Regions from separate parts of the Oryctolagus cuniculus genome. Here region 2 is linked to region 1. The links are chromatin contacts, called in public Micro-C maps. All regions are on one chromosome and are shown on one strand. Each heading gives the region's core, a stretch centred on a gene start, on an enhancer-like site or on the middle of the called end of the contact. The rest is flanking DNA. Distances are from core to core; before and after follow the strand shown.

Evidence for each region. A called contact is a pair of places that touch in the nucleus more often than the background predicts.
Region 2: a contact with region 1 is called in a Micro-C map of ear pinna, with 2.8 times the contacts expected there. The contact joins the enhancer-like site here to the promoter of MED13L in region 1. A contact is called at or near these places in 2 of 6 Hi-C or Micro-C datasets (ear pinna and an unstated tissue).

Annotation. Positions count from the first base shown.
Region 1 is chr21:12,779,982-12,787,175 of mOryCun1.1, reverse strand. MED13L (mediator complex subunit 13L) reads left to right here and starts at 4,433. Exons shown (of 32, transcript XR_007911907.2): 1 at 4,433-4,565.
Region 2 is chr21:12,843,697-12,850,890 of mOryCun1.1, reverse strand. LOC127484713 (a long non-coding RNA gene) reads left to right here. Exons shown (of 2, transcript XR_007911909.2): 2 at 1,499-1,755. Among named protein-coding and RNA genes, the nearest start is that of MED13L, 65 kb to the right of the region's middle. Within about 2 kb of position 2,845, at least 3 of the 8 cell types and tissues checked have an H3K27ac peak or open chromatin away from gene starts, as enhancers often do. A contact at or near this core is called in ear pinna, where this site is marked.

The DNA of each region.
Region 1 (7,194 bases), core at 3,184-5,683:
CCAATGTGTCTGGGAAAGCAGTGGAGGATGACCCAAGTGCTCAGGACCCTACCACCTATATGGGAGACCCAGATGAAGCTACTGGCTTCTGGCTTCAGCCTGGCCCAGCCTTAGTCATTGTAGCCATCTGGTGCGTGAACCAGCGGATCTCTCTTTGTCTCTCCCTCGCTCTCTGTGTGACTTTGCCTTTCAAATAAAATAAATAAATCTTTTTTTTTTTTTAAAAAGATGTAGATTTCTGGGTCAAAGGATATGTACATTACAAATTTTGATCTTCATTGAACAGATGCCTGAAACTGGTGTAATTTATATTTCTACTTATTGTGTATGAGTTCTGCTTCCTCCACATTTGGTCTAAGTTTTTAAAATATTGCCAATACTTATTATGGCTTTAATTTCTGTTTTTCTTATGAGTGTCGTTGAGCTGCTTTAACAAATTATCATAAACTGGGCAGCTTAAACAACAGAAGTTTAGGGGGCGAGCATCTGGTGCAGCCATTAAGATGCCGCTTGGGATGCCTGCAACCCATATTGGGTTGAATACCTGGGTTTGAGTCTGGCTCTGCTTCTGATTCCAGCTTCCTGCTAATGTGCACCCTGGGAAGCAACAGGTGATCACTCAGGTACTTGGGTTTCTGCCACCCACTTGGGAGACTCAGATTGCTTCCAGGTGCCTGGATTCTGCTGGGACCAGATCCAGCTGTTGTGGGCATTTGTGGAATGAACCAGCAGGTGGAAAATCACTTTCTATCTGCCCTGTCTCTGCCTTTCAGATAAAATTCAATGTTTAAAACAATTATTAGGGGCCAGCACAGTGGCGTAGCAGGTAAAGCTGCCACCTGCAGTGCCGGTATCCCATGTGGGAGCCAGTTTGTATCCCGGCTGCTCTACTTCCTTTCCAGCTCTCTGCTATGGGCTGGGAAAGCAGTGGAAGATGGCCCAATTCCTTGGGCCCCTCCACCTGCATGGGAGACCCAGAAGAAGCTCCTGGCTCCTGGCTCTAGATCGGCACAGCTCTGGCCATTGTAGTCATCTGGGGAGTGACCCAGTGGATGGAAGACGCGTCTCTCTTTCTCTACTTCTATCTCTGTGTAACTCCGCCTTTCAAGTAAATAAATAAATCTTTAAAAAATCCAATTACTAACAAAATTTTATTTCACACAGTTCTAGAGACCAAGAAGTTCAAGATCAAGCTGCAGTAACTGGTGAGGTCTTCACGTGTCAGACAGAGAGAGGAGAAGCAAGTTCTCTTCTTATAGGGGCACCAATCCTATTTGAGGGCTGCACCCTCCTGCTAATCACCTCCCAAAGAAAGTACCATTAGAGGGGTGATTACGGTTTCAACTTGGGAACTTTGGGCAAGACGTAAACAGTCATAGTAAAGAGTGAAGCTAGGCATCTTCCTCTTTAAAAATGAATTAATTAGAGAAGTGCAGAGAGAGGGTTTCCATCCACTGGTTTACTCCCTAAATGCCTACAACAGCTGGGGCCAGGTCACACCGAAGCTGGTAGCTGGGAGCTCAATTCTGGTTTTCCACATTAGCTGGAATCAGGAGCCAGAGTCGGGAACTGAACCCAGGTACTGCAAACAGGGAGCCAATGTCTTCCTTACTAGGCTGAACACCTGCCTGGAACATTGTCTATGTATTTTGTAGCTGGTGTTTTCTAGTCTATAAACTATCCAAATCCTTTGTTCATATTTGTGTTTGTTTTTGTCTTAATTTTCTTTTTTTTTTAAGATTATTTATTTGAAAGTCAAAGTTAACAGAGAGGGACACACACACACACACACACACACAGATCTTCCAGTTTCCATGAATTTCATTTGGGTCTCCCATATCGGAGGCAGGGACCCAAACACTTGGGCCATCTTCTGCTGGTCTGGGAAACTGGATCAGAAGCAGAGCAGCCGGAACATGAACCAGCACCAATATGGGATGCCTGCATTGCAGGCGGCTTTATTTGCTACACCACAACACCAGCTCCAGGAGATTTTCTTAAAAATTTATTTTCATTTTGTTTGAAAGGCAGAGAAACACAGAGACATATCCTACACCCACTGGCTTATTGCCTTAATGCCTGCAGTACCCAGGGGCCAGGGTGAAGGGGAGCACAGAATTCCGAGGCATTAACAGGAAGTGGAGCCAGGACTTAAACCCAGGCACTCTGATATGGGATGTAGGCATCCCAAGCAGCAACTTAACCACTGTGTCAAATGCCTACCCCAGGCTCTGGGGGATTTTTTTTTTTTTTTTAAGTTAAAGCTTAACTTGCCGAAGAATGAATGAGAACTTGGTGACCTGGCACGCAGGATAAATCCCTCCTGGGGGTGAATATTGGAATCTGTATACCACGGACCATGGCATCCTTGGATTGTTCAGACTTAAGTAACGCCACGGGTGTAGTTACGTGCTGTGGCTGTTTTTTTCCGTCAACACTGTCTTAACAGTAATTCATGATATTGGTCTGAGGTCACTGGGTCGCTAATTAGGGTCCCTGTTTGACAGGTTTAGGAAATCAGAGTGTTAAACCACGATGGTCAAAGTAATACAACCAGGGATGGCAAAGCCAGCCAAAGGCATCTCTCCACGAGCCTCCTGAATCCGCGCTGGGACACAGGAGTCAGCCGCGCTGGGTTTGAGAGACCTTGGAGCTGTCCCTGCCCCCCTCTGAGCTTTGCCTCATGACAGTCTTAGTAACAGTATCTACCTCCCCTGGTCCTTGGGAGGATTAGGAGAAATAATGTATGCACATTGGTTATAAGTGTCCACAGGTTACAACATAGTGTCGATTGTGATACTAAACATTATAACCGATGCTCACAAGGGGCTTGACCGTAGCCGCATTTTTGGTAGCTGCAAAGCTCAATTTTCATACGTCCAGGATTCCTCTCCTTTTATTACACTCCTCTCTCTCCCTCTTTTTTTTGTCTTTTAGTCTAACCCACCAGAAACAGCTTCCACCTTTTCAGAGAGCAAGTGCCTACAGGTTGGGAGGCAGGCTCTGCACATCGGGTTCCTCCGGACTCCCAGGCCCTCGACCCCCGACCGAGGCCCGCTGCGGAGCGTCTGCTCCCAACACAGCGTTAGCGCAATGCCCGGCAGTTATAACAGACCCAGCATGGAGCAAGAGCTCAGGGGACGTTTATGCAATGAATGAATGAATGCACACAGGAACTAGGATCCCCGCGCTCCAGCATGTCTGTATTGAACGCACAGGGCCTGGCGTACAGTACGAGCCTGGCTGCACTGCACGCTGGTGGCAAGGGTTCGAATCCCAAGACCTCGGGCAAGTGACTTGAGCTCCCTGTGCTTTGACTTCCCCCTCGGCAAAAGGCGTAGAGGCTTCGATGGACACTCCGAAGCACTTGGACCCTCTGCCCGGCCCACGGGAGCCCTCGTCACACCGGCTGGCCTGGGCGGTCGGCAGCACCGGCGAGGGCCGCGGGGCTGCAGCTACACCAGGTCCGCTCGGGGCCGGCGATCGCGCCCCCAACGCGCCAGGATCCGCGCCCCGCGAGAGCGCGCGGCCGCCCACGGCAGCCTCGGGTCGGCTGCCCGCCGCCCGCCACGGGAGCCGGCCGCCTGCACTTCTTTCTTTCCTTCTCCGGCTCCCTCCCTCTTCCCGGCCGGAGAACGCGGCTGCTCTCGGCTCAGCAGCGCCTCCCGCGAGCCGCCGCCGCCGCCGCCGCCGCCGCCGCTCCGGGCCCCTCCCCCGCCCGCCCCCCGCCCCCCCGCGCGGCCGGCGCCCGTCACGTGACGCAGCGGCAGCCAATGGCGAGCCGAGCCGCGGTCGGCGGCCGCCATTGCTGTCAGAGCGAGCGAGCCCGGGGAGGGAGGAGAAGCGAGGCTGACTGGGGAGGAGGGGGGGGTGGGGGAGGAAGAGGAAGGAGGGGACGTCGCTCGGCTGCCGGGGTCGCCCGCTGGCTTCGTCCGCACCCCCCCCTTCGCGAGTTCGCGCTCCGCGGCGGCGGCGGCTCCGAGGCGGCGGCGGCGGCGGCTCCGGGGCTCGCCTCCCCTCACGCGCCGGCGGGGCCCGAGGGGGAGTCGGTGGCTGGAGATAAACAAGGCGGCGGCAGCGGCGGCGGCTGAGGATCAGGGAAGGCGGAGGCGGCGGCCGGCCCGTAGCGCCGGCCCGGGAGGCAGCGGCGGCCCTGAGAGGCGGGGAGGGCGCCGGGCCGCGCGGACAGCGCCCCCCGCCGCCGCCGCAGCCGCCGCCGCCGCCGCCGCCCGAGCAGGAAGGAGCCGCGCGGCCGCCGCGGACCCCCCCGCCGGCCCGGGCCCGCCGCCCCCGGCGCGGCGTCGCCGCGGCGCCTCCCGCCCGCCCGCCGGCCCTCCCGCCCTCCTCCTCCTCCTCCTCCTCCTCCTCCTCCGGCGGCGGCGGCGGCCCGGCCGCTCCGCGCTCCCCGGCGAGGCGCCGCCGCCCGGCCCGGCCTCGCCTCGGACGCCTCGCTCCGACATGCCCCGCTCTGGCGGCCGGGCTCGCGGAGGATCATGACTGCGGCAGCGAACTGGGTGGCGAACGGGGCGAGCCTGGAGGATTGTCACTCCAACCTCTTCTCGCTGGTGAGTAGCCGGGCCGTGGGGAGGGGGCAGGCCGGGGGGGGGGGGTCTCCGACCTCCGCCGCCGACCAACTTTCTCCTCCCGCCGCCGGGACTTCGCCCCTCCCTCGCCTCTCCCCGCCGTTCGCCTCTAGCTGATTCTCCCCCTTTTGGATCGTCGCTCCCTCGCCTTGGATCCCATCCAGTGTTTATTTGGCTCTTTAAAAATCATTTGTGAGCGCAGCGCTCGGCGTGGAATTTGCATGTGGAAGTCTCCAAGCTGCGGATTCTGGGTCGCACTTCGAACGCCCACCCTCTGTTGCAATCACACCCCCCTTCCCCTCCCCTCTTCCCCGTTTTTTTTTTTTTTTTTTTTTTTTCCCCCTCTCCCTCTCCTCTCCCTTCCTTCCTAAACGTGGAAGGCTTTGCCTGGTGCTCCCCGCGCCTGCCATCAGCAGCAGCCTTTGCCCCTCTTGTCGGATCGGCCGCCCGCCTGCCTTTTGAATTTTTTTTTTTTTTTTAAATTCCATAATGACAGCCGCAATTTCGCCCGAAAGCAGTTGATTGAATGCGATTGTGTGGCTAAAGGACCGTCGCCCCCGGAGCTCCGGCGCTCGTAAACACGGACCTGCCGGCCGCCTCCCGGGGCTCCCCGCGCCGGAGCCCCGAGAGCCAGGCCCCCGAGCCGACGGAGGGCGGAGAGAGCGTCTCCTCCCTCTCCCCCTGTGTCTTCTAAAAACTGTTTTCTCTCTGCTGACAACAAATCCACACACACACACACACACAAAAGCAACAAGCTGGGCGGTGTGATAACATCGCTTTTATCTGCCTTCGCCTCTCGCGCTCTCGCTCTCTGATAATTGACAACTTTTCCTCTGGATTTGCATCGCCTGCCTTAATCTTGAAGCAGTTAGGGTGTCAATTGTTCTCGCGGAAGCCCGGCACCCGACGACGGCGTCTGGATCCATCGAAATTAAAAATGTATAGGGCTCCGGCAACTCTTTCCTGGCGGTGGCAGTGACATTTGGTGGTAAATGCCATCTTTGCTTTTTATTGGGTCGTATTACCTAGCTCCGAAAACATTCACGTTGTTCAACCTGGTGTTTAGACTAATAATTGCAATGCGTGGTCTTTAAATGTGTGCTTTGTGCATGAGTTACTGTATGTATAGCTATGTGCCCGGGAGACTACGAATTTGTTTAAATATTGAGCAAAGATTTGTAAACAGATGTAAGGCAATTATGTTTCAAGCGTAGAATATAATTGGAAAATTGGCAGAACGGTTTATTTAATTTAACCTTAAAAAAAAAAAACTTATTTTAAGTTGTGTACCCTGTTTTTTTGAGGGGGGGCCTCTGGACTCTTGGAGAGCATGCATTTTGGAAATTATTTTCTGTAACCCCTGCTGTAGATAGAAGCATTATTTCCTCTTAATCCTTGTTTATGCTGGGTAAATAATTTAGTGTTCAAATTGTAATTAGTTACATTTAATTATGGGTGGCATAGATGCTTTTTTCCCTTTGAGAATAGTGGGGAAATAGAAAATCTTGCCAACTTTTCAAGTGGAAGTATTATTTTATTAAATACATTACAGTATTTATACAGATAAAAACATCACATGTGATTTTCTGTCTACAAACATGGAATGACATAGTGTTGTTTCCACTGTGGTGTGGGATCACCTTAAGTTTTTTCTATCATCAAACATTTTTATCCAGATATTTAATCTTAACATTGAATTGCAAGCTGTGAATCTTCTCTCAGCACTGTGAGAATTTTCCCTTGATCTTTTTGTGTGTGGGAATAAAACTCACTTTGCCTCTTTTCCTCTTCTGTCTTCCTCTCAATCTATCATTTGGTATGAGGTTGAGGGACTTTCATAGATTAGCAAATGTATTGATTAAGGGGCATTTAAAATGGTTTTTGTTTGGCGGCTGGTGACCACATTGACACTTTTACAGGTAATTAAAACAACCAAGTAGACGGATATTAGTGAGGAGAGAGTGCCCACATTACCATGTATCATGCTGACTGGTAATGGCTTGTGTGTATGTGGCTAATTTCTACATGCACTGGATTTTGTAGACAGATGAAAGTGTATGATTTGTACAGTCTCTAAGGTGTATCATTTCTTTCACTTTCTAATAGAGCGTAAGTAAGAATGATAATGTTACAGAGATAAGATGCTTGAGATTCTTGTGGAGAAACTGAGTGTTTTAGGAGGGGATTCTGTACTTCTACTGACTCAAGTTTTGTGTTTTGGGTTTTCTTCCTTAAACTTCTTTACCCAAGGAATTATTTCTTGAATGCATTCTTTTTTAAAAATAGAATTGTCTTTGGGTAGTAACTTTGAAATGCAGAACCACAGAAATGCTAAACGTGATTTTTTAAAAAGAACTTTATAATGTGCCTACATTCCCTTATACATGGAGGGTGGATAATGTGCAATTTAAAAAAAAATTCTGAATTAAGCTGCTGACTTGTAAATTTTTCTAGTTCGAAATTGAGCATTTTTCTTGAAAATCATGTACAGCAACAGTCTGGGATATTAAAAATGTTACCTAAAATACATTGTATAGTACAGTTAATTACAAAGGAGATGTGATCATACCTGTCCATGTGTTTAATAAGAGCAAATATGAGAATATATTGT
Region 2 (7,194 bases), core at 1,596-4,095, 65 kb before region 1:
ATATTCAACCTTTGAGTTACAAAAAAATTCTTCAAAAAGGCCGGTCATCTATTTTTTAATTTCAATCCATTGTTCATCAAGTTGAGTCAAGAAAGTCCCATGCTCAACTTAGAGGTCAGTAGTAATTTGAACTTTATATAATAGTGACGTATTATAAATACTCTTCTTCTGATTTCATCTCCCAACCGTTTACAAGTGTGGAAACCATCCTTAGGCTTCTACATCCTTAGCCCAATTTGCTGCCTGTTTTTGTGTGTGCGCCATGCTGGGTGTTTCTGTGCAGCCCACAAGCTAAGGATGGTTTCCACACTTATAAACATTGAGGGGGAAAAGCTCAAAAAAAAGAGGTAGACGTTGCGATGTAGCTGTGAGCTACTGCTCCGAACGTCTACATCCCACACCACCTGCTTCAAGTCCACGCTCTTCCGCTCCCAACCCAGCCTCCTGGAGCTAGTGCACACGCGGGAGGAAGCAGGTGATGGCGCAAGTGGTTGGGTCCCTGCCACCCACGTGGGCGACTCCTCCTGACTTCTGGTCTCCTGGCTTCAGCCTGGCCTGGCCCTGGCGCCTTGTGGGCTTGTGAACCAGCATGAAACATGTTTCTCTCTCTGACTTTCAAATAAATGAAAATAAATTTTTGAGAATGTTTGTGACACACGAAGATTACATAAAATGCAAATTTTGGCACCTACAAATAATTTTTAAATAGCTTTATTGATACAATTTATAGATGCTAGTGAAGTTGTTAAAAATGTCCAAAGATTTCTGGTATATTGAAAGGGTGCCAAAAAAAACTCAATGTCAAAATAAGCAGTACTTTAATATAATATTTTCAAAATAAAAATTAATGCCCAAACAAATCCATGATGAACAAAATACTAGCCTTTGAAATGGTGAGAAACTCAGTAACAGAGCCGTGCCAAGCCGTGCTGAAGACTGAAGGGAAAAGAAAAATCAGTGACACAGATTCTACCTTGATTTTAAATTTTAATATACTTTTTTTTTAAAAAAAGATTTTACTTTATTTATTTGAGAGGCAGAGGCAGAGAGAGAGAGAGAGAAAGAGAGAGAGGTCTTACAACTGCTGGTTCACTCCTCAAATGGCCTCAAAGGCTGGAGCTGTGCCAATCCTAAGTCAGGAACCAGGAGCTTCTTCTGGGTCTCCCACGCAGGTGCAGGGGCCCAAGGACTTCTTCTACTGCTTTTCCAGGCCATAGCAGAGAGCTCAATCAGAAGTAGAGCAACCAAGATTCAAACCGGCACCCATATGGATGCTGGCACTGCAGGTGGTGGCTTTTTGCCCGCTACACTACAGCGCCGGTCCCTTAAATTTTAATATTCTGTCCATCATGGATTTTGTAATTCGTTTTGATTTTTTTAAAAAAATACATGGCATTTGGGGCTGGTGCTGTGGCATAGAGGGTAAGGCCGCCATCTGCAGTGCTGGCATCCCATATGGGCGCCAGTTCAAGTCCCGGCTATTCTTCTTCCGATCCAGCTCTCTGCTATGGCTTGGGAAATCAGTAGGAGATGGCCCAAGTCCTTGGGCCCCTGCACCCACGTGGGAGACCGAGAAGAAGCTCCTGGCTCCTGGCTTCAGATTGGTGCAGCTTTGGCCATTGCAGCCAGTTGGGGAGTGAACCAGCAGATGGACGACCTCCCTGTCTGCCTCTCCTTCTCTCTCTGTGCAACTCTGCCTTTCAAATAAATAAATAAATCTTTACAAAAAGGATATGGCATTAAAGGATTTATCTTGATTACTGAGCTTCTGTGTACCATCTTGAATTTTGCACCCAAATCAAGTCCAGGGCTTGGTGTCTGAGTCTGTGGGTAAAAGTGGCATTTAAGGTGGAGTCAGAGTGACAAAGCGGGCCAGTAGCTGTGAAGGATAGCAAACTCCTAGCACCTTGCATAGGACGTCGTTTTCTCCTGTATTGTAAAAAACATTTTCACAACTTTACCAACGTTTTCAAGAAAGTACTTTGTTTCATGATTCTAAAAATAAAAAATAGTCACTGAGAAAAACATAAAGCACTAAACAGTAAAAATAAAATAAAATAAATTTCACCCCAAATCCCATCACCCAGAGATAGTTGCTGTCATTGTATTGGGCACCTGTCCTTCCAGAATGTTCTCCCTATAGGTTCACATGGGCACATCAGTGTTGAATTTACAGAGAGGAGTCACCAGCCAGAATGGCACAGGTGTGTTTCCATCTCAATACATACAGAGCCACAGCATCATTGAAAGATTATTCCTTTATTTTCATCTTATATGAAAGGCAGAAAGCCAAGAGCTCTTCCATCCACTAGTTCACTTCTCAAATGCTCACAACAGCCAGGGGGAAGCCAGGAGATGGGAACCAGTCTAGGTCTCCCGCACGTGTATAGCAGAAAACCCGGACAGCTGAGCCGTCACCTGCTGCCTCCCGGGGTGTGCACAGGCAGGAAGCTGGCTTGCGAGCAGAGGAGCTGGGACTCGAATTCGTCATGTGGGCATCCCAATGGGGACTTAGCCACCGGGCCCAACCCCTGCCCACACAGCTCCAGCGTTGATGCCTACACAGTACACCAACACATGCACACAATAAAACCCCGCCCGCGAGCATCTGACTTTCTTTTTCTGTTAAGACATTTCTAAAGAAAAATAAATCACTTTGAATCACTCCCTACCACACGCTTTGTTTGTACCTTCTCTTCCTGTCTGTGGCTCAGGGCATATTTTCACATGGCTGAGGTCACGGTGGACGTTCAGTTTCATATTCTGCAAAGCTTGAGGGTTTGTACAAAACCAGTCCCCCGTGTTTTTTAGACTCTTTATCCAGTTTTCTCTTTTTCCAGGGCTCAGCAAACATCATGTGCTCTTTTTGTTTGTTTGTTTATTTCAGCCATTTTTAAAGACGTTTTAAAAAAACATTTTTGGGTTGCTGGTGAGAAAAAAAAATCAGAAAACAGGCTTCTGGCTGAATGTGGCCCACGAGTGTGCCAGCCCGTGTGTTATGTTGCCGCCCCTGTCTCTCAGTGCGGGGAAAGTCTCTACATACACAGCTTTTTCCGTCTTTTCAGCCATTTCCTTTGGATGCTTTCCCAGGAATGAGATCCTGGATCCGTGGGCAGAACCGTCTTTCATGACCCCTGACATAGATCGCTGTATTATAAAGCTGCTACCCAGCACCTGTGAACACACGGGCGTAGGCTCCTTACAACCTTGCCAGCGCCTGGTCTATACTCACTTGGCTGCTCTAAAATGATAGGTTGTTGACATTTGTCCATCTGATTATTCTCAAAGGAGGGTTTTGGTTTTTTGCTTTGTTTTGTTTTGTTTTTCACAAGTTCCGTTGCTCTTCGTTGAGTCATCGTAGAGGCCGTGTTGGAATCGGCTGAGAAGGAGCCGTCTTTGAACCGCTTCCTCCAGGTCAGAGACAAACGCTCACTTAGTTCAAACGCACGTGTGCCGAGAAGCACGGTACAAGTCTTGCTGTGTTAAAGCAACAGAGAAACCCACGGAGGACTCCTTGCTCCACGGCCGCACAAAGATCCTGAAAGTGGGTCGAGAAGGAATTCATCCTGCGGGTTCCAGTAATTAGAGTCGACAAAAGGATGGAAAGTTCAGGAAGGACTGGGGGCAGAGGGGGCGGGAGGGGCTCTTGCAAGGCCCCTGGTCTTGGCGCACTGCCCCCTGGACGCTGCGGCCCCAGCACTGGCAGCCCCCAAGGGACTTTCCTTTCCCCCTCTTCTGGCTTAGAGACTCGCGTTTGGCTTTTCCTCCGGCGTGAAGTCAGATGGTGCCAGAGGCGGAATGGATCCCACTGGGAGATCATCCCCTTCTCAAGGGAACGAACACTCCATGCTTGCTTCCTTCGTATCCAGCACAGGTGGAAGTGACTTCTCCATCTTCGCAGGAACCCAACATGACATGAGCTGCTGCTTTTACTTCTTCTTCTTTTTTTTTTTTTTTTTTTTGACAGGCAGAGTGGACAATGTGAGAGAGAGACAGAGAGACAGAGACAGAGAGAAAGGTCTTCCTTTGCCGTTGGTTCACCCTCCAATGGCCACCGCGGCCGGCGCACCGTGCTGATCTGATGGCAGGAGCCAGGTGCTTCTCCTGGTCTCCCATGGAGTGCAGGGCCCAAGCACTTGGGCCATCCTCCACTGCACTCCCGGGCCACAGCAGAGAGCTGGCCTGGAAGAGGGGCAACCGGGACAGAATCCGTTGCCCCAACCGGGGCTAGAACCCCGTGTGCCGGCGCCGCTAGACAGAGGATTAGCCTGTTGAGCCACGCGCCAGCTTGCTTTTACTTCTGATACAGGTTTGTACTCACTTTTTCTTTTCTTTTAAGGGATTCATTTATTTACTTGAAAGAGTTAGAGAGAGAGAGAGAGAGAGAGAGAGAGAGAGAGAGAGAGAGAGAGAAATCTTCCATCTGCTGGTTCAATCCCTGGATGGCCACAACGGCCGGGGCTGGGCCAGGCAGGAGTCAGGAGCCAGGAGCTTCTTCCAGGTATCCCATGTGGGTGCAGGGGGCAGCCTCCACTGCTTTTCTCGGGCCATCAGCTGGGAGCTGGACTGGGAGTGGAGCAGCTGGGACACCAATTGGCACCCATATGGGTACTGGCATCGCCAGTGGTGGCTTTCACCTGCTACACCACAAGAGCAGTCACTGCATGTATGGAGCACATGTGATCCATGACAAGGACACACAGAGGCGAACACTTGTCTAGGGAGGCTAACAGGCCAGGACTCTGGTCAGAAGGTTTCAAGTGTACGGTCAAGTGTCTCCCAGTGGAAGAAGCCGTTGGGTGTACAATGGGGGCGTGGTAAGGATGAGAGTAAGCAGAAAAGGGCATTGCTGCCCCCCGCCCCCAGAGCACCTACACTTAATGAGAGGCAGAGAGACGGGAAGATATCCCAGCCACTGGTTCACTCCCCTAAATGCCCACAGTCATCACCAGTTGCCTCCCAGGGTAAACCTGGAGTCAGCAGCCAGAGCCGGGTGTTGAACCGAGTCACCCTCTGTGGGGTATGGGTGTTCCAAGTGGCGTCATAGCAGCTATGCCAAACGCCTGCCCCTAATTTTTTCAAACATCGTTGTCCCAGTCCAACAAAATTTGCCTGCCAGGAATCTCAGCTTGTGAGTCTGGAAGAGCCACCATCAGCATCTTCATCTCTTTGTTGGCAGCCAACACCGCGTTCCCAGCTCTCCGCTTCCCACCCGTCCTCAGCTCTCTGCTAGGCTCGCCGAGACACCCCTGTGGAAAAAGAAGCCAGAGCTCCAAACCACGCCATCTCCCCAAGGATCAGCTTGGGGTTGCTGGACAGCACTGTCCGGACCAGCACGCGTGCTATGGTCGCCCACAGTCATCTCAGCTCTGGGCAAAACTTTGAGTAGGTGGTCCATTCTGGGCATCTTGAGTGCTAAGGCAAAGAGGTCTGCTCAGGCTTGCCTTAGCAAGAGAGGCTGTCTTGTAGACACAACCTCCAGGTGGGCATTTGGTGCAGAGGTTAAAACACCAGTCCGGATGGCAGCATCCCACGTGGGAGTGCTTCCGATTCTAGCTCCCTGCTAATGCGCACCCTGGGAGACAGCAGGTGATGGGCCAAATACTTGAGTCCCTACCACCCAGGTGGTACAGTGGGTAAAACCACTGCCTGTGGTGCTGGCATCCCATATGGGCACCAGTTCAAGTCCCGGCTGCTCCATTGTTGGCCCTGGAACTGTTCTACCCCCTCCCTTGTTCAATGTGGTCTTGCAGCAAGTGTCGGTCACGGTCCCCTGTCCTTTCACGCCCACCATCCCAGGGAATGTGCCCTTGACCCAAGTGAACCAGGGGTAGCAAATGGTGGGCCTGGATGTCTCCTACACGTGAGGCATTTAGGAGAGCCCACTGTTGCTGTCTAGATTCCTAGAATTTCCTTGCTTCCTGTCCCTCCTTCGCCTTGCCCAGTTTTTCCATTCGGGGGGGGTCATGCACATCTTCCCAGCAAACTCCCAACATCCTTTTCTGCCGTTTACAACCACAGAGCCCAGGCTGATGTGCCTTCCTTGAACACTGTGTGTAATAATTTTTGTTCTTATTATCTGAGAGACAGACAGACAGCTCCCAACCAGTAGCTCACACCCTAAATGCCCGGAACAGGCCTGGGCTGGGCTGGGGCTGAAGCAGGGACCGGGGAACCCAATCTAGGTCTTCTACATGGGCGGCAGGAACCCAATGACTTGAGCCATCACTACTGCCTCCCAGGTTGCCTTAGCAGGAAGCTGGAGTCAGCAGTCAGACGGGGGACTCCCGTGTGAGACACAGGCATCTCAGCTACCAGGCTAAATGCTCCGACAACAAGGTTTCAATAGCCATCCCACCCCCAGTGTTCTCTACCTCAATACCTGGCTTTTTGTGTTAAGCACCTAGAATTTTAGAATTGCTTGGCTGTCTGACACCTGACTAGAAGCTGCAGGCAGACAGGAAATGCCACAGGCTTGCTCACTGCTGTATGCTCTGGGTCTAAGACATGCCTGGTACCATTGTTCTGTTAAAGGAGTAAAGGGAGTCCCAGGCGTTGGGGGCTGAACTGGAAGGCTCCCCATGTTGACAGACGCCAGTTGTCTAACGTGCGTTGTGCGGGTCTGAGGTCTGATGTTAGGAGCAGCTGGCAGTGTCAGGGATGAGGAGGTGTGGGCAGAATTTCTGAGTTCCCAGGGCCTACAAGGGTGGCCCACGGATGCTGTTGACCTCTGGCCCACTTAGACGAGGTCCGAGACCCTAAACCTGGTCTCCCGGCCCCCTGCATTCCGACTCTTACAGTGAAAGTTTTACAGGGCTGGCAAACAGGGTGCAGGAGCCAGGCTTCCAAGAACACCACAGCCGAGTTCTCGGTAAACCCCAGTCACACACTAATTTTAGTTATGACTAGTGAATCGTAGTCACTCACTTAGTAGGTTCCTAGAAAGTGCCACTTAGTCACCCACTATGCTGGAAACCCACGGGTCCCTGTGTGACTCGCTCGTCAGCACCAGAGGAGGAGTGGGGCGCTGGGGATTGCTCGTGGCTTGGACGGGAGAGCTGAGACCACGGAGCACACACGAGCAGGAGGCCTGCTTCCCTCCCACCTGTAGGCTGCAGAGGCGTGGGGGCTGGGCGGGAGTTTGCAAAGCCCAAGGGCTGCTGGAATGGCCCGTGGATGGAGAAACAGTGCCGC